2 separate regions of the Rattus norvegicus genome follow, and region 1 is linked to region 2. A link is a contact called in public Hi-C data. All regions are on one chromosome and are shown on one strand. The core of a region is the stretch at or near the end of the contact, and the rest is flanking DNA. Distances in the headings are between cores, read along the strand shown. Region 1 holds the start of Thrb (thyroid hormone receptor beta). Region 2 overlaps Thrb (thyroid hormone receptor beta).

Region 1 (5,266 bases), core at 38-2,537, 200 kb before region 2:
AGTCAAAGTAGTTTTGTCGCAAGTGTAACTTCCCACTGGCTGCGTGTTCTCTCAGCACTCTGCATTTTCCAATAAAACCTACCTCCGAGGCGCTGCTGGGAGACGACCTGGGTACCTGGAGCAGCACACTGTCACCCGTTGGGTTAGTTCCCAACCTTCAGGACTTGAGGTACGGACTTTTCAGCATTTCAGCGCGCTATGCTTGCAAAAACAGAACCCTTCCAGGGTGGAGATTATTTTTGTCTTCCGGTTTTATATTTCTATTTCTAGGACAGTGGCGAAATAACGAGGTGTCTCTTTAAATCCTACTTGTGGAACCAACCGGGCACAACTCAGTGAGGTGTGCAGGAGGTGGGGGGGGGGCGCTTCTCATTTAGGGCAAGCAAGGCTTTGTCCATTTGGTGTGGGGCGCAGAGTGGCCAGAGCCACGGGAGGATCTGAGCGCCCCGTGGTCCCACGCACACCACAAGTGCTTTGGGGGCGGAAGGAGGAGCGCGGTGACACCTGCCGCGCTTGTCGGGCGTCTCTGAGGGTTGTGCTCCTGGAGATCCCCTCTGTCTCCTGTCATTCATACTCCCTGCCCCCAGTCACACCCCAACCCTCTTCAACTACAGGAATGATGGCTCAACTCGAACCTTCGCGCGCTTGCAGTTGGGTGGGTGGACGCGCGGCCACCAGACCCGCAGCTACGTGACCCCAGGGAGGGTGGCGCACAAGGCGCCGTTACCACGGGGTCGTAGCGGAGGACACCCGCACCTAGGCGGCAGGTGCGCAGGGCACCCAAGTGGCGGATTGCTCGGGCCCAGACGGGGTGCACAACCCGAGGCCATTTCGTCGCTGCGACTCTGCAGGAGCCAGGGTGGCCTGAGCTTGCCACAGCTGCTGCGCGAATCGGTCGGGCTGGAGGACCAGAAGGGAAGAACGGTCGGCGGTTCGCCTGCCGCCCGGGAGCTGGCATCCCAGTCCCGAGTAAGGCTGCGCGCGGGGTCCCCGGGAGGCGGGACTCGGGCCGTGCACCTCGCGGCCCGCGCAGGTCTCAGCAGAGAGGTCGCCAGTGTCCTGGGACCTGCGCCGCTCCCCTCGGCGCGGGCGCTGGAGGAGAGTGGACGGGTCAAGGGAGTAGAGCTCGCTGGGGAGCGGGCGCCGCACGGGACCCCGTGGCGGAGGGGGCGGAGCGGGGAGGAGACTGCGGCTCGGCCGAGCACCGCGCAGCCTCGGGCGGGCGGGCGGCCGGCGTGACGCGGCGGGATTAACTTTGCTTGGCTAATGCGAGCACCAGAGCGGAGGCCACCGGCTGCTCGGCCGCAGCTCGCCCGCGCGCCGCCTCGGGGCGCCACCGCCAGGCTCCAGCGCTCCGGTAACTTGACGTGGAGGGGGCGTAGAGGGGTGGGGTGGGGGGTACAGGTCCTGCGGGCCGGCCCGGGTGGCCAGAGACTCGCGCTGTCCCTGCCACGGGCCTCTGCGCCCGGCTCCTCTCGGGCTCGGGCACCCTGTGCTGAGGGAGCTGAAGCCCGAACCCAGCTGGGGACAAGCTCCTTGTGAAATGGAGTTTGGCATCCTGGGCACCGAACCCAGTGGAAGTTTCCATGAGGAGGAAGTTGTAGGGCATGGGGGTTCAGAAGAGGCTGACAGGCGCGGGGGTGGGCGATTTAAAGGGACTGTGGGTCTCCTGCCCCCCCTCTTTTTGGTTCCTGCCGGGGAACTCCAGGCTTTGGAAAGGAGAAAGCTCCTGAGTGTTAGCGCTGGTCAGTGCCTGTCTGCCTCTCACCGGCTCTGCGGGCTCGCTCCCTCCAGAGTTGCTCTTTTCCTTTGCTTCTCTTGACGCAGCATCTTTCGGGGTCGTGCGTGTTGGTGATGATCCGGGTGGTGTCAGCTGTGTTCCCCAAGACCGGGGAAGACGTCTTTGGAGGGTTTCTATTGCTAGGGTCAGTTGTCATTTGGGAGGAATATTTCCCGTGACCACATTATTGGAGCTAATTCTTAAAACCGTCTGGTTTGTTTTTAAGAGGGAGGGGGCGGGGTGTGCATATATGGATTATTATTATTATTATTATTATTATTATTATTATTATTATTATTATTAAATTTTCCCCAAGTGGGAAGTTTTTAAAGGGCCTATTATGCATTCCTAAAGTGAGTCAAATAAGAAAAAGAGTAGCTGGGCGGCCAAGTTCAATATCCCATTCTGCCCTTCCCGTGCACGTGGAGAACTCAAGGGCTGTGTTGAATCAGAAAATAACATTGCATAATTTCCTCCTCTTCCAGTGTGGTTGATCCTAGATACTAGTGATCGGTTTTAAAGACCTGTTTGAAACTGATCAAACCAAACATCTTTTGTTCAGTGCATGAATAGGAGAACAGAATTTTGTTAATGAACGTACTAAGTACTGTAGACCCGTTGGGCAGTATCTTTATATGATTTGCCTCTGGTTTAGCGTGTTTGTTGATGTTATAATGAAATATTGCCTCACTGTGCTGCGAAAGGATAAAAAATTCTTTTTGGTAAAGAAGCGTTCCATGATTCATTCTGAATATTCTGGATGACTGATCTCGCTAATTCACTTCAGCCTCTTATTTCCCGTTCTGAAAGAAATCATGTGCTGGGAACCATTAATGAAAAGGTGTTTGAGTGGGAAGTAATTTGAACAGGGGCAGAGTTTAGAGTGTTTTCATGCGTATTGGCTGTGCTTCGATTGATCCAGGGAGAAATTAAGTAAAAAGTGCTTTTGCTTGAGCCAGTTTATGTGAAGAGATTGGAGAAGAACAATCTATTGCTTTCCCGTGTTAAATGGATACTATTAGGATCCTATTTTTAAATGAATTTCAATAGTTTATTATTGTTTATTATATACTGGAAAAGGGAAATCTGCTTTACTTTATAGTAAAGGAACTGCTTCAGAATTGCTATTTTTTAATGAAACTATTCTTGTTGGCATTACAATGCAAAAGCTTAATCTCATTGACATCGAGTAACTGGCACTAGAAGGGGGATACATATTCCACCTCTCCCATCCCAGCCTCTTTGTGGTAAACTCTGCTGTAACAAGAGATGAGCTGCCCCTTCCCTGTGACCCAGCACCTCTGGAGAAGGATGACTTGTTAAACTCTTCCTAGGAGGGGAAAGCTGAGGCCCTCTCCTTGCCTACCTGTTTGTAGATGCTGGATCCACCCAGGGATGGATGTTTGGAGTCACCAGTGAGCCTCAGAACTCCTTCTGTCCTAGGCTCATCTTTTCCATGGAGACCAGTAGAGGTGACTGGCTGCTTTAGTCTCTTGCTCTTAGAGTGGAGGATCCATGCCACCTTCTTAGGCAGTAGGCAGTCTTTCCTTCTGCTTTCTCTCTCAAAGATTCTCTGCTTCTTGTTCTGTTCCCCCCCCCCCCCTCAATACTGGCTATGGTCAGAACTGTTCTTTTGTTCTGATACTCGTGAGTTTCCTCTTTAACGCTGAATTCTGAGTGTTCTGGATGACAGCTGACAGCGTGGAGTCCAGGAGGACAGCAGTGTTGATGGCTCCATGCACTCTTGTTCTCCCAGCATCTAGGAGAATACTTAGTACCCCATAGGCACTGGGTAAATTTTAACACATTAGGAAAAAACATTGTCCTGACCCCAATGCCTGACTAAGTACTTCAACCATTACCATTTTGGACATGCCTAAAATCTAGTGAGGTGTGAAAACTCTCTCTCTCTCTCTCTCTCTCTCTCTCTCTCTCCCTCCCTCCCTCCCTCCCTCCCTCCCTCCCTCCCTCCCTCATACACACACACACACAAACTCTCAGGCACACACACTCTCTCTCTCATACACATACACACACTCTCTCTCCCACACACACACTCTTACACACACACACACTCTTACACACACACACACACACACACTGTCACACACACAGACACACATTCTCTCACACAGACTCTCTCTCTCTCTCTCATGGGATCTGGCATCTTTGCAGATGTGTCGATCTTTGCATCTCTCTCTCTCTCTGTTGCTCTCCCTCTGGTAGTATCCGATCTGCCTTTCTGTGTAGTTAATTCTCCAAGTTCCTTCCCCCAGCCTTTGCCTTGGCTGTGCAGAAATCCTCAACAGTGTCTTTGCTGGACTCATGTCTGTCCTTTGATTCCTGAAGACATTGACCTTTAGTTACCTGAGTTTGTGCAGGATTTTCCTCACTGCAGAGGCACTGTCGGGACTGGAGAGAAGCACCAGACTGCTCATCACCTGGTGAACTCAAGCACTTCTCATACTTCGAGGTCATAACATGGCCCCTGGCTTCGGCAGCTCTGGGCAGACCAAGGGCTGACAGTGACAGTGTTTAGGCTACAAAACTGGTGGCTGGGGAGGGGGACATCAGGCTTGCTGAGTCTAACGTAACCTAGAAAAGTTCTTGGTGATAGACTTAGAAATAATGTGCTCAATACTGTGTGCTGTTAACCAGCCAGTCTGTCCTGGGTTTCCCCTTCCCCAACATTTTTTTTCCACTTTCATAAACATATTCTGGTCCAGGCAATTGTGAGGAATATTCAGTTATCTGGATTTTCAAATGACCAGCGTTTGGTACCGAATGGGTCACTTTCAAATTATTATTCGCAGCAATTTTTGCCAATTCAGAACACAAGAAAATTGCAGCTGATAATCACGGTAATTTATTTTTATAGAGAACTAAGTTTTAGAAATGTGTCTGAGTAAATACATAATAATAATTAAAAAAACCCTGCAGAACGGAGCTGAAGAGATGGCTCAGCGATTAAGAGTGCTTGTTGTTCTCAGAGGACCTGGGTTCCGTTCCCAGCACCCGAGTCAAGCAACTCCTAACTGTCCATAACTCTAGCTCGAGAGCATCCGAAACCCTCCTCTGGCCTCTTGGGGCATCTGTACTTAGATACACACACCCTCACACATAGGCATGTATTGTAAAATAAATAATGAAAATAACCCTTTAATTAAAAATCCTGTGAAATAACGTTAGTGCTATTGGTAGTGGGAGGGAATAAGAGGTCCGCGTTTTAGAAAATGAGGAAGATAATCATACCAACATCCAACGAGCTCACTGCTGTGGTTTAGTTAATAAGTGCCAAGTTTTCGTGGTCCACTTTACCAGAAAAAAAAGGGGGTAGGGTGGGAGGATCTACCTGGATTTGGTATTCAGGAGACTGGATCAGATGCCATTTGCAAAATGTTTGCTGTGGTACCTGACAGAGGCACAGAGAATAAAGTGGACCTCTTCATGTGGCCATGTCTCTGAAAACTCTCAAGAGGAGAAAAA
Region 2 (5,499 bases), core at 1,345-3,844:
GAGAAAGGAACAGAACCCTTAGACATTTGAAGCATATTGTTTTTGAAAAACCTTCATACAACAATTTCAAATGGCACACATCTCTTCCCACTTGGCAAGGCTGGCTTCTGTACGATTGGCAGATGACTTCTATTCAACTTGATTTCCCTGCTGTCAGCCCACAGAGATGTGAGGTCCACGGAGATGCTCCCCAGACATTACCACAGATACTGGTTTCAACTTTAATGCTTGCCTCCTCACTGCTATCCCTGACATCATCTACCTGCGCAGTATTGTGTCCTCAGGACCCAGCCTCATGAAGGCATGTTAGGGAATTCAGTCACTGACAGTCCGCATATGGTTGTCAAGCCCTAGGCAAAGAAACAATTGTTTTAATTTTTAAGACTTATTTCTTCTTATTTTATGTGTATGAGTGTTTTGCCTGAGTATTTATGGGTGCATCATGCAGATACCTGGTGCCTTTGGAAGTCACAAGAGGGCATTAGATCTTCTGGGGCCAGAGTTAAAGATGGTTATGAACTTCTGTGTAGATGCTGGAATTCATACCTGGGTCCTCTTCATGAACTTGCTCTTTTGCCCCCCCCCCCCAAACAAGTATTTTAAAGCACATTTTCTCATGCTACCACCAACGGAGGGGATTCTAGAATTTTCCTTTTGGCAGATAACAAGTTGAGATTTACAATGCTAACCCTTGGTTCAGTGTCAAAACGTAGAGAAAGGATGGAGCCTGGATTCGAGCCCATCGATACTGATGTCTAAGCTCAGACTGTCACCACATCATGACTGCATGGTCAACAGTGAGTTTACAAGTTGAATGAGTAGGGGCCTTGAAGGTGAAAGCCTCAGATGAGTTGTGCAAATGTTCTTTGCGTGTCGGTTACACACTAAGTGGCAGCCCAGTAGGAAAGGATTAGAAACCGTGCTATACAGTGCCACTGAGTGAGTCACACAGAGGAGCATTTGAACTTGGCCTCCGGGATCAGGCACAGTAGCCCGATAGCTTCCCTTTGAAGTCTGTCTGCAGAAGCCTAAGAAAGGGAACAAAGAAACAACTCTGAGGACTCCTGCTCCCCGCCCCTCTTCTTACACTGTAGAGGACCTACATGTTCCTTCCTTTTCAGTATCAGGGCATTTAAACACTGGGGGTGGGAGGAGAGACAACTCGGGTGCAGATGAGGCTCAAATGCCCCAGTCACCTGGAGAGGGTATTTACCACACTTGTGGGTCTAGCAGACTGGACTAGACTCCTGAGTCAGAATCATAGATGATAAAGCCTTTCCATGTCCTGTCTTTAAAGTCCCTAAGGCTTCATCTTTGAAACAAGGGCGGACAGCTGCTCCTACCAGTTTGTAAAGTTCAGTGAAGTGACAGACAAGAAACCAAAATAAGCCTCCCCTCACTGTCAAAAAAGCAGAAGAAAACACACATTTCCTCACACTAGATAAACCAAACACAAACTAGATGTGTAGTCAAAAGTGGCCAAAAGTGCAGGGTAATAGTGAACTGTGGCTCTCAGAGCCATCACTTAACTATGGCTCCTCCCCTTTGGCTCCCCTACATCACAAAAAAATTCCTTTAAAAAAGGAGCCAGCAGAGACATCAGAGGTAATGGTCTCACCTTCTTCATTTGAGAAGGTGAGATCAGATGGCTTGGCCAGGATCAAAATTCCCGAAATTTATAATAACCATTAACGCTTGGGACAAGGTATCAGAACACTTTTTAAATTTCAAGTTCTAACTTTTAGTCGTCCAAAGCTGTAAAATTATTTAGCATGAAGAAAATATGACACTTCAGTTCTTTTCAAGCTGTAGGCTGTTACATATTGTTACGGTTTAAATCTTGGCTCGATTCCCGGACAGAACACACCAAGCCAACACGGTTCCACGTGGAAAGGTTTAGTGAGAGAAGAAGAGTAGAAGGGAGGATAAGTAAAGGCCGGCCATGAGGGAGGGGATGGGGAGAAAAGGGACGGGGACAAAGAGAGCACGAGGGCGGAGAAGGAAGGAGTAAGAGTAAGAGAATGAGGAGGGGGCAAGCAGCCCCTTATGGTGTATCAGGCACAGCTGGCTGTTGCCAGGCAACGGTGGGGCGGAGCTTACCTGACTGTTGCCAGATAGCTGTGGGGGCGGAGCTTAGACAGAATACAAACACGTATAACTTTCAGTCGTCCTTTTCAAACCAATATTTACATTCATATTGAAACCCAAACTACAGAGCCCACAGCAGCGCTTGGAAGAGGAAGTATCAACCGCAGGGCAAGAAGTTGGCAGGGGGTGGGGGTGGGGAACGCAAGACGAAGCAGGAAGATTCTGTGGTAAGGGATGAGAGCATGCCGTTAGGCTCCAAATCTTTCGTTATGTGAAAGCCATCAAGACATAGTGCGGAGATCCAAATAGGCGGCTGCTACTGAATTCAGATGAGGGAGCGTTAGCTGTCAAGACTTTCTCAGACCTCACAGGAGTCCCATGCCTGGCCTGCTGGAGTTAGAGACAGCACTTGTTGGCAGTATCGAAAAGATGAGCCCCTCTGGTCGAATTTCAAACTGCACACAGTAGCAGAGAGTAAGCCGTTGCAATCAGGGTGGTGCTTTGGCCCTTTTTATGATGAAAACAAATGGCTTGAAGAAGAAATGAGCATGTGTCTCTCACGGGAGGGTTAGCTATTACTGCACGAAGCTTTCCTCTGTGCAGCTGCCGCTGTGCCTCTCTGTCCCAAAGAAAATCTGTCTCAATATAGATGTAATCCAGTAGCTTCACTGGACGAAATTGGGGAGGAGTGAGGGTAAGGAGAGGGAGGGAGGGACGGAGGAAGGGAACCAGCCAACCTTGGGTCCCCAAAAGGTAAAGAGTCTTGCACGCAGTTGCTCTGTTAGATTAAGCACTTTTCTGTTGTCGTGAAAAATACTATGGCCAAAGCAAGGTCCAACAGAGACAGGTTGTTCTAGCTTAAAGCTCTAGAGGGATATGAGTCAAGGATGGCTCAGAAGGCAGGAAGCTGGCTGGTCACATGTCACCAGCACAGAGGAGGCCAGCAAGCACAACTAGGCTATAAACTCTCACCCCCAGTGGCTCACTTCCTCCAGCTCCGTGTCCTAGAGGTTCTGTAACCCTGCCAAACCCTGTCACCAACCTGGGGACCAAATTTTCAAACCCGTGACCTTGAGACAGTTCTCACCCAGACAACCACAACTATTATTTATCTTGTGAAGTCACAAACTTCAAAATATCAACTGGACCCTTTAAGACACAGTTTTAAAACCGAAATCTAAGTCGTGATAATTCAATAGCCGTGATACAGGTGTGCTTCAAATAAACTCAAGGCATGGTGTGCGGTAAACGCCAAGTGAGCCCATGGGATGTTTGATACTGCTCGATGAAGTGTCAAATCAGTGAATTCTGGGGGGTGGTCTCTGGCTCTGGAGATGTGAGTGAATCATTATCATCATCAAGGTGGGCACACTTAATTCCTTTCACTGGGGTGGGAATATAAGATCAAGTGAGTACAGTCATCCCATGACCAAAGAAATCAGCTCAGACTACCGCTCTTCCAATTCATTTGCTCTTCAGTCAGCCGAGCTGGGTGACTAAAGAAAGTAGATTGGCATCTGAATTCTCTCACACATACTCAGCAGAGATGATATGTTGTCCCTTCGAATTGTCAATGTCATTAAATAGGATAAGTTCCATCCCCAACAGAAAAAAAGATAAACGGAAAAGCAGATAGTCTCAGATCTTTTAGTTGAAACCTTTGCTGCGAGTACAGTTTTCTCTTAGAAAAAGAAATTAGCAGACAGCTACTCTCTGGGAAACTGGGGATTTTTTTTTTTTTGTTGCAATGAATAAAATCTGGTGATCTTTTCTTCACATTCTTCTTAAGTAGATACTCTAGGATATTACACTGTTTCATTGTGTTTGTTCATGTATAGTTCTGTGTTATTACAATAAAACAACAACAAAAAGAACCCAAAAAAACTGTGAACCTTTATAAGGAAAAGAGGTTTTAGCTCCAGTTTGGGGGTTCAAATCTAAGATTAGGCTTACCTCAAAGAGTTCTTGGAATTAGCTGGAGAAGTAGCTGGAACAGGGGGCACATGGGCACACTCTTAGGGAAGGAGATTTTGTCTAGGGAGAGTAAGTCAAACAGCAGTCCCCTGGCCATTCTCCCTGCTGTAACCATTCTGTTGAAAGGCAGGGCTCCTGTAGAAACTACACTAATCCTTCCAAGAGCAGTGAGCCGAGTGAGCCCATGTTTTAAAAGGCCATCACATCAGCGCTGCCACTCTAAAGATCAAGCTTCTGCGTGAGTCCACAAACTTTCAGAATCGTAGAAGTCAGAAAGCATGATGTAAATGAGAGAAAGCCCGTGAGTCAACGTGAGTCATCGAAACCGATTGTTCTGGAGGCTGTAATGTAGGCACGGATATAATATCTGCCTCCCTCCGGGTGGCCGAGGTGTCTGTTTTGTTTTGTGATGATCTCGGATATATTATTGGTAACTAATAGTCTAATACCAGCCCAAGCTGTCCTTGAACTCACAACAATCCTCCTGCCTCCACATGTTAAGCGCTGGGATTACAGGCACGCACCCTACGCCCGGCTAACTTCCTGGTTTTCTGGCACCGTTTTTTTTTTAAACATTGCGTAACACTGTGCATGCACGTGACCGAGGAAGAAGAAAAACCGATCTACTGGGAAGTTAATAAAAGTTGGCCAAGAATTTGTTTCTCCAGTTAATCCTCTTTGCTTCCGCTCCCCAGTTTGTTGCTGTTTGTTTTGAACATGCTATAAATTAGTCCACCAAAGACATTATTTCCATATGGGTTATTACCAGAGGTCTATGTAAGTGCCATCCGACGCAGAGAGTAAAAGTCAGTTGACACAGACTCAATGGACAGAACAAGAGTCACTTCAGCCTGTGATCTCCCAGGCACTTCTTAGACAGAATCCTGTGGAACTCTGTGGAAAGGAAGATGGGAACACTTGCGAGATAACCTCACCCACTTGTTGCCTATGCCATGGATAGCTCTTCGCCCAACCCCCAACCGTACCTGCTCTTAGGGGTGAGAAAGGCTGCAGGAAGCTCATCTAAGCACTGTTGTACGCTCCTTTAATACCCTCCACCCACGCCCCGTTGGTCCCAAGAAAGTATCTCTTCTAAACAGCAGCTCTCGATTGATTGGCATTATTTGCACCAGTAGTCCTTGCACTCTCAAGCAGTCCTCTTTAGGTCCCCCTGCAGGAGATACTTTGCAGCTGCACGGCCCCCAGCATTTATGGAGGCAGCCCGCCTGTTGTTCCTGGTACAGCCACTCATCATTCCCTCAGGCCAGGCTTGAGACTCTCATTGCCCCAGATGCCCATCCATCCTCAGTGTGGTCCTGTCTGCACCAACTGGGAGCATGACGCACTGCAGGCTGTCCGTCACAACGGAGACACATCACCAGGCTGAAGCCAAGCAACTTACTTGATCTTCCCAGAAATTGTTAATTACAGCAGGCC

The links. A called contact is a pair of places that touch in the nucleus more often than the background predicts.
Region 1: a Hi-C map of mammary epithelial cells shows a contact between it and region 2, with 2.2 times the contacts expected there. The contact joins the promoter of Thrb here to the enhancer-like site in region 2. A contact is called at or near these places in 2 of 12 Hi-C or Micro-C datasets (frontal cortex and mammary epithelial cells).

The regions. Positions count from the first base shown.
Region 1 is chr15:10,457,467-10,462,732 of GRCr8, reverse strand. It overlaps Thrb (thyroid hormone receptor beta), which reads left to right and starts at 1,287. Exons shown (of 12, transcript NM_012672.3): 1 at 1,287-1,357. LOC120096914 (a long non-coding RNA gene) reads right to left here and starts at 217. Exons shown (of 2, transcript XR_005493837.2): 1 at 83-217.
Region 2 is chr15:10,254,411-10,259,909 of GRCr8, reverse strand. All of the region lies in intron 3 of Thrb (thyroid hormone receptor beta), which reads left to right. Among named protein-coding and RNA genes, the nearest start is that of Gapdhl7, 200 kb to the right of the region's middle. Within about 2 kb of position 2,594, at least 27 of the 93 cell types and tissues checked have an H3K27ac peak or open chromatin away from gene starts, as enhancers often do.